Linked DNA regions of Mus musculus: regions 2, 3 and 4 are each linked to region 1. Evidence: chromatin contacts called from public HiChIP or PLAC-seq and promoter capture Hi-C data. All regions are on one chromosome and are shown on one strand. The core of a region is the stretch at or near the end of the contact, and the rest is flanking DNA. Distances in the headings are between cores, read along the strand shown.

Region 1 (3,118 bases), core at 49-2,548:
TTATAACAGTGGAAGACTGCGGAAGGGGGAGTAAAGCACAATGTGCAATTTGAAGGAATGATACTAGCCGGATTACATACACTGGGATGTGTATGCCATAGAGCTGGGTTTCCCCACCTGTCGACCCCACTTCCCCCATGTGCTCGCTGCGGGATGACAACCACAACACTCCAGAACCACCCCCTCCAAGGAGGCGGGGTTATGAGATCAACCAATCAGAGCCCGCGATCCCGGGTGTCCAACCTATGGGGTGGCCGTGGCCATGCAGGGGTAGGACATAGGGTGGTCCGGGAGGGGCCGCGTCCGTGGGAGGAGTGCACGTGTCCAGAGAGGCGGGGAACCCGCGGGCGTCCAGCTGCCGAGGCGCCGGCCGGGTGTCCAAGTCCGGCTGCCCAGTGCGGTCTTGGACTGGGAAAGGCAGGCGATCGCCCGCAGAGGAAGACCTGTCCTTGTGTCCAGTTCCCAGCGAGAAGGAAAGACACAAATAACAACAATAGTACCTCGCGCAGATCGGGCAGAGAGGAAAGTTTCTGGCCCGCGCCAGAGTAGAGAACGCCAAGGCAGGGAGATGCTATGCAAGACAGGAGGAGGACACTATGGGAAGAACGGAACAACCGGAGGGCTGCGCGGGCAGGACAGGGTCCCGGGTGCGGTCCCCGGGAGGCGAGCGGCGGGGTGCGCTGTCCAAGGTGCAGGGGAGGCGGTTGGTGCGTGGTAGGCGCGGAGCCCGAGCGGACTCTAGCCGGCCAGCGATAAAAAAGAGCGGAGTACATCTGTGTGGGGCGCTGAGCACCCCCGGCTCATAAAAGTGCGGGAGCCCGAGGAGCGTCGGGGAAGGGCGCAGGGGGCTCCCCCACACCGCTGCCTTCCAGCCTCACCTCCAGCTCCGCTCCCCTCCCCCCTCGCCCACTCCCCTCGGTGCCTTGTTCCCCGGCCACGACGGGGGCGGGACCGGGAACCCCCCATGGGCGGCGAGTCCCTACGCCCCGGGGATGCTGCGGGCCGCGGAGCCGCTTACCTGGGGCCGCGGTGCGGGGATTCGAGGCAAGCGAGCGCCGGGCGCGGCGCGGCTCCTCCTTGCCTCGGCGTCTCCTCCCGATCGCGCTTCTGCCGGACTCTGTCCAGGGCGCCGAGCAGCCAGACCCGGCTAGACTGCAGCCTCCGCTCGCGCCGCCGCTGCTGCCGCAGACAGAGGACGCCCCGTGGCGGCTGGAAGCCTGTGTGAGTAGCAGCGCCCGGGAGAGTGGGATCTGCTCAGGGGCGCTGGAGACTCCGCGGCTCGGGGCGCGCGGGCGTGCGCACGCGCGCCTGAGAGTGTGAGTGAGTGTGCGCGCGCGCGCCCAGGAGTGGGGGGAGTCGCGAGGGGCGGGGGAGCGAAGCGGAGAGATGCTCGTAGGGACCGAGGCAAAATTCGTCGCCCCCGGAAATCCGTAAAGCGGTGAAAGGATGGGCGGCCTGTCTGGCCCGAAGAAGCGACTGGCCCGGCGGAGAAACCAGATGAGAGGCGGCGTGGCGCGCTCGAGCTCCGGATCCCGGCCGATCTGGAGCCGGAGGAGCGCTCTGCCACTGATGCTGCACAAGTGGTGCCCACGGCCGAGGATCGCGCTATTCCCTCGGGGGAGGAGCTGAGGCGACTCGCTCGTGCCACTGCTGCCAGTTTGAATTTCTAGGCTGGACGTTCAGGGACTGGTCTTGGTACCCCATGGTTGCCATGGCGACCTTGAAGGCGCCAGGCAGGCGACCGGGGTGCGGGGGGGAACTCGGTGCGTGCAGTGGACTCCAGGATGCTGAGATGCACTGCTCAACCCGGCGCTGTCTAAGGTTGAGCCTGGGCACAGAGGTTTTACCCAGGGTATTAGGATGCCTCAGTGGTGGTTGGGATCGCTCCAGATGAAAATGTTACCTTTTTGTTCTCCTTGGAAGCCACTTTCCCTCAAAGTTAGCCACCTCCATATAGAAGTATTGGCCCTCTCTTTGTTAGGATTCTGCCAACTGTCCCGATACACAAGTAACTCAAAGCAAGCTGAGAACACCTTCATCACCGAGCGCTCTAACACCTTAGAGATTATGACTAAATCCCACTTATCTGTCCTATTCCTGAAAGGTACATCGAGCTGTTGGTATAGTTTTCCATGCTTACTTTAAATAAGCAGACTTTATTCACCCAAGAATTCCTTCCAGGAGTGTAAGGTCCGTGTTGCAGTTGTCATGCTCTTCTTGGCAGGAATCCTCAAGAGCGGGTTAGGGTTTGCACTTTTGCCTGCCCTCCAAGACTTGCACAGCGCCCCTGTACACTGTGTGTTCTCTATAAATGTTGAATGAATGACATTGTTTTCTAGCTTCACATATCCTGAAGGCAGAAACTCAGATGGTGGGAATGTCATTACCATCCCACTAGGCTTGCTTGATTTAAACGTATGCCAGTTCCCTGTGTGAAAGACTATTTTTCCCCTCGGGCTGCCAGGCCCCAGTGCAAAGAAGGAACATAGGAGAAGACTGACCCATTGTGCAAATTTACCAAAAGATTCACGAAAAGAGCACTCAGAAAGGAACTTGGTGGTATAATCTGCCTGAGCAAAGGATAAAGATCCTGGGGACACCTAACCTTCTCAAAAAAGGTCCAAGTCACCGAGTTGCAGATACTTGGCAGTTTCTACACTCCCTTCTACAGAAAAGGATAGGAAAGGAGGTGTTAAATCTGTCTGCCTCTAGATGCTGGTCAGAAGCAAGCTTTTCTCTTGTCAGGAACACTAGGCACTAAACACTGGCCCATACGTTACAAGGTCACTGGGGCTTGCTAATTCTGCTGCTGCTTCAGGGTGGCTTCCTCCAATCTCAGTATTTCCAGTCATCTTCTTAGAAGCAAGAGTTCTCGATTTCACATTCCACGCTCAATTTCAATTCCTTTGAACTCGGGCTCTTCCAATGAGCTGCCTCTCTTGCCAGCCATGATACCACAGCTGTGAACTATAACTGAAATAAAGTGAGAATTAAAAAGGATTTATCTGGGTGCCTCCAAATAAATCCATTTTATGTTTTCTCTTAGGGGGTCCCTTCCAATGACTTCACTGTCATTTCATTTACAGTCTTCTGAAGAGACATTGGCTATCATCTTGGA
Region 2 (3,342 bases), core at 725-3,224, 1.0 Mb before region 1:
AGACTTGTGCACCATGGCCCACATATGCAGTGGCTCAGCACACTCTTCTTAGTCTTTCTAAGAGTCCTTGGTCATGTTCTAGAAAAGAACTGGTCTACACACCATAGCTTCTATTGTGTTCATAAGATAGGCAGAAAGAAATGCCCCGGAGCATGTTTCTGGTGCCCAGGGGGTGGACTGAGATATTTAGAAGTTTTCCTATGAGTGTTTATAGCTAGTATTCCTTTTCTTTAAACCTAACACCTCCCACCCAGGAGCATTCCTTCTTGATGGAATTGCATTTTAACGCAGATTCTTCACTGTTCTCCTTTTCTGCCTTAATCAATAAGGTGCCGAGAGCAAATAGCTTGACATCTATTAGCTAAATCAGTGTGAAAACATCGTTGGGCTTATTACTGTGCCTCCGAGTCTGCTCAGGGAGCTGAAACTAATTGGAACTATTTTAAGAGCCCATGAATTTGGGACAGTTTTGTGCCACCAGCCTCAGCTGGGACACCCAATCTTTTGAGTCCCTCTGCATTTCTTGAACGTGACTTGCTATGAACCCACATTCAGCTAGCAACTTATACTAGGTACTAGGTACTAGGTAAGAGCCTCAGTCATGACCATGGTTCAGGCAACAATGGTTTTCAACTGGAGTGGAACTTCAAAGATGAGAGTAAGCATCTGAAGGACATTGTAGAAAACCCAAGACAGACAATAGGATACAGGGACACAATAGGCCAACAGCTCAGCTGGTAGGGGTGAAGTCCTGCTAGACGATAAAAGCCAAAGTCTAAGTACAATGGTACCCAAACTTGTGAAGGTCAATGTTGTGGCTCTAATTAGGACTTGACCTGAACTGCCCACTCTACTTCCTTTAAGATATGGCTCACATTTTGAATACTTGGTCCTCTCTCGGTGGTGCTGTTTTGGGAGAACCCAAGCTGATGGAGTAGGTCACTAGGGAAGATTCTTGGTGCTGTATTATCCTTGGCCTCTTCTTTTTTCTTCTCTGCTTCTTGGTCAGCCATGAATAGCACCCCTGTCATACAATCCCACCACCATGAACAAGCACATGGGACCAAGCATGGACTGAATCTCTGAAGCCGTGAGCCATATTAAACCCTTCCACCCTTTAGTTGTTTCTCTCAGGAGTCTGCCCATAGCGATGCAGATGCCACTGATACAGGTGACACTCCCTAAGAAGGAAGGGTATGGCCAGAAATAGCACAGCAGAGACAGCGGTGCAGACAGAAGGACCAGGAAGCTAGCTATTGGCACAAGACTGGCTGAGAAGCAAGAGAGAAGGCCAGGATGGGGACAGTGGTTATGGATGGAGCCAGGAAAGCCCAGAGCATCATGGTAGTTGTAGTAGTAAAAGCCACTGAGGACAAAGGGGAATGCTTCTGACTTCTTTATTAAAAGGAAACAAGGATGCACTCTGGAAAGGCAAAAAGCCAGCTTACTACTATGGTGGCGCACAGTCAGTGAGACTTCAAGTCACAAACCAGCTCATCTTCTTGAACGGGGACAGTAGGTCAGTGTCACACTGCAGGGTTAATAGAGTGACAAATCCTAAGGTCTAAAGAATGACTAGGGTAGGGGTTGGTGGTTGTGCAGGGGAGAAGAGAACAGAAAGAAGTGAAAAATAGAGGATGCGTTGCAAATCAAAACATTGACATTGCCACCAAAAAGTAATCAAATACCCCAGCAAAGGAGCATAAGGCCTTTGTGTCCCAACATCTCCATCAAAAATGTCACTTAGCATATGGGCTTTCTTCCGTTCATCTCCCGAGACTCTGAGATTATTTAGAGTAATTGCTCCAGCACAGGGAACATGGAGGGTAACACGCACACTTAGGAGTCATGGTTGGTATTCCTCTCCAGCTAACTTGGTTCTATGTAACCTGGACGTTTAGCCCCGCTCTCAATCAGATCACACTAGAGTCTTTCATGCTCCAAAGCCAAAGCACAGCTATTGCCACCGCCACTCTAGACACGAAGGCTCCGACTGCAGTTCACACAGACAGCTAAGCCAATTGTGGTAAAAGGAGCACCAATCTTAGGAAATTTGTGACCCGAAGACTCACTGACTGTGCGCCACCAAAGTAATAAGCTGGCATTTTGCCTTTCCAGAGTGCATCCTTGTTTCCTTTTAATAAAGAAGTCAGAAGCATTTCCCTTTGTCCTCAGCGGCTCCTATTACTACAACTACCATGATGCCATGGGCTTTCTTGGTTCCACCCATGCTCCACCCCCATTGGCCACTGTACATTCTGCCTTTCCTGGCAAGAGCCTCCAGGTGTTCAGTTTCTGATCCTACAATGACACCCCACTGTCATGCCTTTGCAAACTCTTTCTCCTTTCTGAGAACTTCAATTTTAGCTGTTCGCTCGTTTGCTTAATTACCCTTGTTGCTGATACTCACAAAAAAAGGACTGAAGATGTAACAGATGGTGCCTAGGGATGGGTGGTTACGGAGGCAAAGCTGTCAACATACCTATCGCCAGCCCATTTTAACGTGCGCATTATGTCCCCCTGTGGACTGCTGTAAGGAACTAAGCTGATGTGTGCTGCAGGCGCCTGACTGTACATTGAGCTTAGTAATGCCTTTTCCTTCCCATGACTCTCCCCTATATTTGGCTTCCTGGTGCTTTTTATAATGATCTCTGTTGCATCTTTAAAAACTATTCCACCTCATTTAAAATGTGGCATAAATGATGTGGGGTTTTTGACAAATTAAGTAATAATAAGAAAACATTTTCAATATTCTGCATTTTTCCATTAAGCTCCAAAAAATAGTGATTATAAGATCGCCATTTTCTCTCCACTGTTAACGATGTGTTGGGCCTGGTTTCATTAAAAACCTCATTATTCAAAGATTTATAACTCAGCCCAGGAAATCTCTTTTGAAGTTGTAAACATATCTGATCTCAGTTTTGAAACTTACATTTAAAGTATTTCAGAGGGAATTGAATATCCAGTGAGGGAACCTGTAATAAAGGAGGGCATTAGAATGATAAAATCAATACAATGAAACTTCATACAGACTCGAGGACAAAGGGTTAGAAAATAGAAAGAACAGATATTTGCAAGTTAGACACGGCTTTGTCATGGCTCTGTGTCCAAATAGCTGTTTGAGTTTGAATAATTCATAATCTGAGCTACTTCTAGGCTTTTAAAATGTCAATTGATTATAAGTATGGATGGAATTCCCTTTGGTAAGGAACTGGAACACTGCTGCTTCAGGGGTTGGTGCAATATAAGTCAGCACATGGACTGCTGTGTACTAACCCCAAACTGCAGGGGTGTTTGGGGCCTAGGAAGAGGATACCAGAGCCAGTTTGAAGTGCTACCACT
Region 3 (3,445 bases), core at 494-2,993, 1.3 Mb before region 1:
AGGGGTCTCCAGGTCATCCTGACCGGTAACTCAAGATGAAGTATCCCACACCTGGCTCAAACCTGGAAATTAAAAGATGATAATTTGTATAAAGTCATGGGTATGTTAGATAGCTTCTGAAATTTTTGTTAAAAAAAATGAAATGAATAGGAAAGCTGAAGAGGTTTAACCACAACAGAAAACTATTAAAATTAAAAACACTGTCTCTATATTTCCTAAATTGCATCCTCACAAGAGTACACATTCTGGCTGCTAGTCCTCTTCTACAGGCCAAGACGACGTCGCCTCTACCGTATGCCTTGCTCCTACATCTACCTGAATAGAGACCTGAACTCCAAACCTGGGTCAGCTCTGAGGTTGGAAGGAACACAAAAATCTCCTGTAAAGATAATGGGTTGGAGGAAGAGGTGGTAGGGCTGGGTAGTGTCTTAGGGTTCTCATTGCTGTGATGAAACGCCATGGTGAAAGTCTCTCAGAGAGGAAAGGGTTTTATTTGCCTCACCCTTCCATAGTGCTGTTCATCACTGAAGGAGGTCAGGACAGCAACTCAAACAGGCCAGGGACCTGGAGGCAGGAGCTGATCCAGAGTCTGAAGGAATGCTGCCTACTGGTTTGCTCCCCACGGCTTGCTGGAACCAGGCTCACCAGACCAGGAATGGCCCCACCCACAATGAGCTGGGCCTCCCCCATCAATCACTAATTAAGAAAATGCCCTACAGGCTTGCCTACAGTGTTTTATAAATTGAGATTCCTTCCTCTCAAATGACTTTAGTTTGTGCCAAGTTGACATAAAAGTAGCCAGCACAGACAGGCTTGAAGGAGGCTTTTAGGCTAGAGAGATGGCTCAGCCGTTAAGAGTACTGACTGCTCTTACAAAGGTCCTGAGTTCAATTCCCAGCAACCACATGGTGGCTCACAACCATCTGTAAAGAGATCTGACTCTGTCTTCTGGAGTGTCTGAAGACAGCTACAGGGTACTTACATACAATAAATAAATCTTTAAAAAAATGGCAGGAGAGGAAAGCTGTCCTTGTCAACGAGAAGGCAAAGTTGTGCCCTGGCCACTGTGGTCTTGGGACATGAGTAGCAGTGCTGATTGATGGCCAAGGCTAGCTTGTGAAACTCAGAACTGAGAGGTTGGCACTCTGGGTAGCCAGCCACAGTGGTATTTTGGCACTCAGCTCTCACTGGTGGTTCCTAGCTGCCTCCAGCCAGGATGGATTGGTCACAGAGCTAACAGGACTGGATGGCTGCTGTGCGGACACACTGCCTTCCCACAGACACCCTGCAGCTTGTCTTTCATAGTTCACTCAAGGTAGTACTTGTGACCAACTTGGGAGCACATAGTGTTTCAGGGTAATAAAAGGGAGCCTTTGGAACAGGGCAAACCAAGCCATGCCCCAGCCGGGACGCTGACTGTGCTCCTGAAGCTGCAGTGTTCCTGTGTGCCTGAGGGTGGTACCGCAGCACAGCCTATGGCTTACAATACACCAAAGCTCCCTCGCTAGAGTGAGCCTTCCGTAGTCTCCCGCTTTAGGCTGGTTCCTAATTTAGCCTGTATTTTCAGGTCTTCTTTTGCTGGCGTATTTCCATCCCCAGTCACAATCGGAGCGTTTTCTTCTTAAGTTACTAAAAGGAAGCTTTTCTCTGCCCAAGTTCAGCTTCAGTTTCAGGGCAGAGCTGCTGCTTTGGTCACAAAACTCTTACCTGAGCAGCACCACCTGGTGTGGGCCAGCCTGTGGCGCCTGGCATCCTGCAGAGGGAAAGTCAGAGCGGCCCTGTGCATGGTCAGGTGAGCTCAGATACAGTGCACCCTGCACACTGCACCTCAGCGTCTGTCCGTCCTCTCTGAAGGGAACTAGCTGGCCTTCATGGGCTAGAGTGCCTTCTCTAAGAGGTTTTGGTTTCTTGACTTTGCTTTTGAAAGGAGCCAAAACCATGGTCCAGGTGATAGTCTTCATCCATGGTTGCAATAAGGAGCACTGAAAGGCAGTGTGGACAAACCTGTCTCATAACTTTTGCATCCTTGCATGACTTATGCTCTGGCCTCTACAATATGGATATATATATATATATATATATATATATCCATATATATATATATATTTTTTTTTAACTACACTTCATTTTGGGTTTTGCTTCATTATTTTGTTGGATTCATGGCTTTGTTCTGTGAAAGGTGAGCCATTCTTCATGTACTTCCAACGCGATAAAAGGATTCAACATAAATTCATAATATAAGGATCCCTTTAATATTGTCTTCTGTCCAAATTCATCTTACCATGTGCTCGTAAATGTGTTTCAGGACTGATGCATGTGATACATGCTGGGATCTAGAAGATATTAAATGTTGTTTGATTGGTCAGTAGTATGCAGGAGGGGGGAAATGTATACTGGGGATATAGTTAAAACTTCATGAATGTGATTATTACTTAAAGCAGGGAGTCTTTGCTCTTCCCAGCCAAGCTGAAGAGAACAGAGCAGTACCTACCCATGTAGTCCCATTTCAATTCTTGAGTTTAGCACTTATATTTTTCATTATTTTACTACATTTTTAAAATTTGTATGTGTGCAAGTATGTGGAAGTCAAAGGACAGCTGACAATAATTGTTCCCTCCTCCTGTGTGGGAACTGGGGATTGAACTCAGGTCACCAGACTTGGTGTCAAATACCTTTACCCACTGAGCCATCACTCTTTATAATGCAAATAAGTTAAAACAGAACATTATTTGTAGTTGGCAGAATAATGTTTGCCTCTAATATGCCCAAATACATAACCCTGGAATCTTTGACTCTGCTACCTTCCATGGCAAAGATTTATTTATTTATTTATTTTTGGTTTTTTTGAGATAAAAATTTTTCCATGTAGCCCCAACTGACCTGGAACTCATTTTATGGACCTGAATGGCCTCAGAGCCAGTGGCTCTGCCCCCTCGGTGCTGGGATTAAAGGTATGCACTACCATACCCTGCCTTCATTTACTTATTTTTTCTTGAGATGGAGCACCGTGTAGCCCAGGTTGATCTCCAGCCGACTGTAGATGAGAGTGGTCTCGAACTCCTGATCCTTCTGCTTTCACATGTCATGGAGTTAAGGGCCCTGACAGGGGGAACTGAACCTGAACTATCTATGAGAGTTCAATGAATCTCCTGAAATTGGGAGAGCCTTAACCAGGTCTGGGCTTTGCGCTGTGTGATTGAAAAACCAAGGATGGAGAGGGATGTGATACCTAGCTGTGAAGGCCGAGGAAGGCTTTGAGTCAACAAGAGCAGTGGCCATTGGTAACTGGAGCAAGGGTGAAAATGGATTCTGGGAGTATCTGGAGGGGGAGCTCCCTTTGCACCCCCCATGCCCCCTGCCCCTACCCCCCACCCCCCTACTACCACCTCCACCCTGGGGACACAGCAAGATCCGTGTTAGATTTCTAACCTCCAAAACTGCATAT
Region 4 (3,264 bases), core at 344-2,843, 1.2 Mb before region 1:
AAGTCATAAATCATGATACATAGACAAACGACATGCTTGTGTAATGTAAGGGCTTTCTGTGTACTCTTGAGTGAGGGCAAGATTACAAGAAGCCAAGACTGTATAGAACGATGGCCCAAATTGATGGGATGATGTAACTCTTTTCTTTTTTTTTTTTTTTCATCCTTTTCTTCTGGGTGTCCTTGAACTTCAATTCACCAGTCTGGAATGCTAGAACAACTCACTTTGGAGTTTATTTCTTACTACTGCTGTTGTTTTTTGTTTTTGCTTTTTAATCCAGAGTCTACTGGAATTATTCAGTTTCTATAATGCTGAAAGCATGTTCTTTCTGTTAGCTTATAAGCAATGTCCTGGAGATGTGTATTAATTTGTAGAGGATAGAACTGGACACTGAAACTTTTCCTCCTATCTGTTTTACTGACGTTACACTGAACTCAATAAGAAATCAGGGATTTCAAACTATGCAAATCATAAACTATGGCGAGCAGTCACTTACTAAACATACACACGTTGAACTCCAGGCTGGGTACAAGTGTTCTAGGAAGACAAATTCTGGAAAAGACAGTCCCAAACCCAACCTGCTGCAGAGACATGAGAGGCAGGTTAGGGAAGGACCTGTGGATGTCCTCATCCAGATTGGGTGGCACCTTGCTTTGTACCTCTTAGAGATGCAAGATGGCCAGCCTGGAACCTAAATGCAAGAATCCCAAAGGGTTGCCTCTTCTGATGGGTTTTAGTACCAAGTCCTAGACAGTATGATTTTCTCGATTATTTCCTCAAATTCAAAGCTGTAGAGAGTATCTTTCCATCACTAGGTGGGAATAGAAGGAATTAGCTGTGTGAAGGTGACTGTCAGCTGGATACTATCTGCTTTTCAACTTTCTGCCTATGTGAAAAACAGTTTGTTTTTCTGGTCCCATAGAATCTAGAGTTAGCTGCAGGTGGTCTAGCTTCGTGTAGATCCCACCCTCCACCAGATGTGCAATGTTTGCTTGAATAGCAACTTGCAGCTTGACGTTCATTTGCATTGATGTTTTCATTTTGAAGTTATTATTCCTGAGACACTGAAGGTAGGGTTTGATGTGAGTTCACCCAGGAATGTTATTTTTTTGCTATAGATTAGAGATTTTTTTTTTGAACACTCCATAGCAGTGGACATGTGAGCCAGGCACACATTTCTGGGCAACTCCCCCAATATAGGAAACAGACAAAGATGGATGTTTGCTGATACCCTCGGTGTCTAACCGAAGGTTTTTTAAATCCCAAGATATGGCATAAAGCCTCCTTAGGGGGAGATACACTAACCAAAGTGGAAAATTCCTCTCCACATTTGTACGTGAGCAGAACCTGCTCGCAGTATGTGGTAGCACATGGAAAGAACCTGGCAGTGCTGAGGGATGTCACAGGACGCGAGTCTGTGAACTTATTTTTGTGTTTACTGCAGGGATGTTGTTAAGGATGTGGTTGCCAACATCCCACAGTGTTTCCTTTACAAAGATCTGCTGAAGACGTTTTTTTTCTCTTCCCTCAGGACTCTGAATTAACCACAGTCCTCCTGAGCAGCTGCAGAGTTACGTCTTTTAAGTTCTCTATGTCGTGGTCTTTCACTATGTGTCTTAGAGACAGGGGTTCCCAAACCTTACTGTATTACTCAAATCATCTGGCGAGCCCTTGAAATGCAAATTTCCAGGAATCCCCGAGAACAATTACATCAGGATCTCTGAAAGGGGATCAGCAAGTTTTCAAGTTCTCTACACTGGGTGCAAGGGCAGCCAGGGCTATGGGCACTGTGGGAGTGGGAGTGAGTACTCTAATGATCTGCTGTGGGCATCTCCTTCTCTTATCCAGGTGCCCGAGTGTTCCTTCTTCATGTCAGTTTCTGCCCTGTAAAAACTGTTCAAGCACAGGTGTTATAGCTTGCTTTCTGTTCCTGGGACACATACTGTACTCAAAAGCAATCTGCAGAGGAAACATTTTCTTTCATTTACACTTCCAGGTCAGAAGTCATCGTTCCAGGAAGTGAGCGGAGGAATGTGAGGCAGAAACAGGGAGGGGCCCTTCTTCCCAGCCCCTTCTCTGGCTATCTCTCAGGCCTACTCTCTGCTAGCTTTCTCATAAAGCATAGGAACATCTTCCTAGGGAATAGTGCCACCCACAGTGAGCTATGGATGCCCTCCTGCAACAATTAATAATTATGAAAGTCCTCTGAAGACATGGTCATATGACAATCGGACCTAGGCAATCCTCAAAAGGGGCTTTCTTCTCAAGTTGACTTCAGACTGTGTCAGATTGACAATTAAAATTAGTCAGCTAGAGAGATGGCTCAGTGGTTAAGAGTACTGACGACTCTTCCAGAGGTCCTGAGTTCAATTCCCAGCAACCACATGGTGGTTCACAACCACCTATACTGGGATCTGACACTGTCTTAGCCTGGTGGTAGTGGCCTTTAATCCCAGCACTTGGGAGGTAGAGGCAGGAGGATTTCTGAGTTCGAGGCCAGCCTGGTCTACAGAGTGAGTTCCAGGACAGCAAGGGTTACATAGAGAAACCCTGTCTCAAAAAAAAAAAAAAAAAGAAAAGAAAAAAAAACAAAACAAAACAAAAACAAACAAAAAAACCCACAACAAAACAAAAATTAGCTGTGTGTGTGTATAGAAGCTTATAAAAGTTAAATAAATGACTATGAATTGTTCCCTTTAAAAAATAACATTTGGTGATTGTCATATTTTCTCTTGTGGTATAAGTGCTAGTCTGTGTCTTCAAACAAGGCTAGATATACATGAAATATACCTGGAAGAGGAAACGGGTAAGCGTTGAGGGTGATGGTGGCTGAGGGGGCTCTCAGGGTTAGATGCTTGTTTGATCTTTGGGAGGGAGCCTTGGAAAGAGTGAGTGCAGGTGAAGAGGCTCAGAGAGAAGTGCAGCTGCAGGTGGATAGCTCCCACTGATTGGAGGAAACACACTATTAGGGCCGCCTGAATTCTCCTACCTCCCTGTACTTCTTATCTGTGCTGAGTAGCCACAAAGGATTGTGAGAAATGAGGACGTAGCATGGAAAGGAAGCCACAGGGTCAAGAGAGCTACAAACGGGGGAACCTGTGTGAAGGTGGCTTTAGGGAACAGGAAGGCAATCAAAGGAGTATTCACCAAGGGATCCTGAGAGAATGGTGCAAGATGGAGTCTGGGCGGAGACTGGGGGTGAAAGGGACTGTGTTGTTTAGACCTTGATAGAGAATCGGGCTGAAGTTGGGGTGTCATTTGCTC

Evidence for each region. Promoter capture Hi-C pulls out the DNA fragments that hold promoters and counts their contacts. HiChIP or PLAC-seq counts read pairs in DNA pulled down with a chosen protein or histone mark.
Region 2: a promoter capture Hi-C map of hippocampal neurons shows a contact between it and region 1, with 6 times the contacts expected there. The contact joins the enhancer-like site here to the promoter of Enox1 in region 1. A contact is called at or near these places in 11 of 39 promoter capture datasets (the 3T3-L1 cell line, the C10 cell line, cranial neural crest and 7 more), 1 of 484 Hi-C or Micro-C datasets (cerebral cortex) and 6 of 115 datasets of contacts at active chromatin or transcription factors (astrocytes, embryonic basal ganglia, embryonic forebrain and 3 more).
Region 3: an H3K4me3 HiChIP or PLAC-seq map of neural tube shows a contact between it and region 1, with 15 times the contacts expected there. The contact joins the enhancer-like site here to the promoter of Enox1 in region 1. A contact is called at or near these places in 10 of 39 promoter capture datasets (the 3T3-L1 cell line, the C10 cell line, embryonic stem cells and 6 more), 24 of 484 Hi-C or Micro-C datasets (the 3T3-L1 cell line, CD4 T cells, the N1E-115 cell line and 19 more) and 9 of 115 datasets of contacts at active chromatin or transcription factors (astrocytes, differentiating embryonic stem cells, embryonic basal ganglia and 6 more).
Region 4: a promoter capture Hi-C map of pre-B cells shows a contact between it and region 1, with 4 times the contacts expected there. The contact joins the enhancer-like site here to the promoter of Enox1 in region 1. A contact is called at or near these places in 4 of 39 promoter capture datasets (the 3T3-L1 cell line, the C10 cell line, pre-B cells and 1 more) and 7 of 115 datasets of contacts at active chromatin or transcription factors (the NIH/3T3 cell line, craniofacial prominence, embryonic forebrain and 4 more).

Annotation. Positions count from the first base shown.
Region 1 is chr14:77,154,943-77,158,060 of GRCm38.p6, reverse strand. Enox1 (ecto-NOX disulfide-thiol exchanger 1) reads right to left here and starts at 1,298. Exons shown (of 19, transcript NM_172813.3): 1 at 1,019-1,298.
Region 2 is chr14:78,203,098-78,206,439 of GRCm38.p6, reverse strand. No RefSeq gene overlaps it. Among named protein-coding and RNA genes, the nearest start is that of Mir1971, 13 kb to the right of the region's middle. Within about 2 kb of position 1,974, at least 42 of the 459 cell types and tissues checked have an H3K27ac peak or open chromatin away from gene starts, as enhancers often do. A contact at or near this core is called in embryonic basal ganglia, embryonic forebrain, forebrain and 1 more, where this site is marked.
Region 3 is chr14:78,480,894-78,484,338 of GRCm38.p6, reverse strand. No RefSeq gene overlaps it. Among named protein-coding and RNA genes, the nearest start is that of Akap11, 54 kb to the left of the region's middle. Within about 2 kb of position 1,743, at least 144 of the 459 cell types and tissues checked have an H3K27ac peak or open chromatin away from gene starts, as enhancers often do. A contact at or near this core is called in embryonic basal ganglia, muscle stem cells, myocytes and 4 more, where this site is marked.
Region 4 is chr14:78,355,185-78,358,448 of GRCm38.p6, reverse strand. No RefSeq gene overlaps it. Among named protein-coding and RNA genes, the nearest start is that of Gm30662, 25 kb to the right of the region's middle. Within about 2 kb of position 1,593, at least 54 of the 459 cell types and tissues checked have an H3K27ac peak or open chromatin away from gene starts, as enhancers often do. A contact at or near this core is called in pre-B cells, where this site is marked.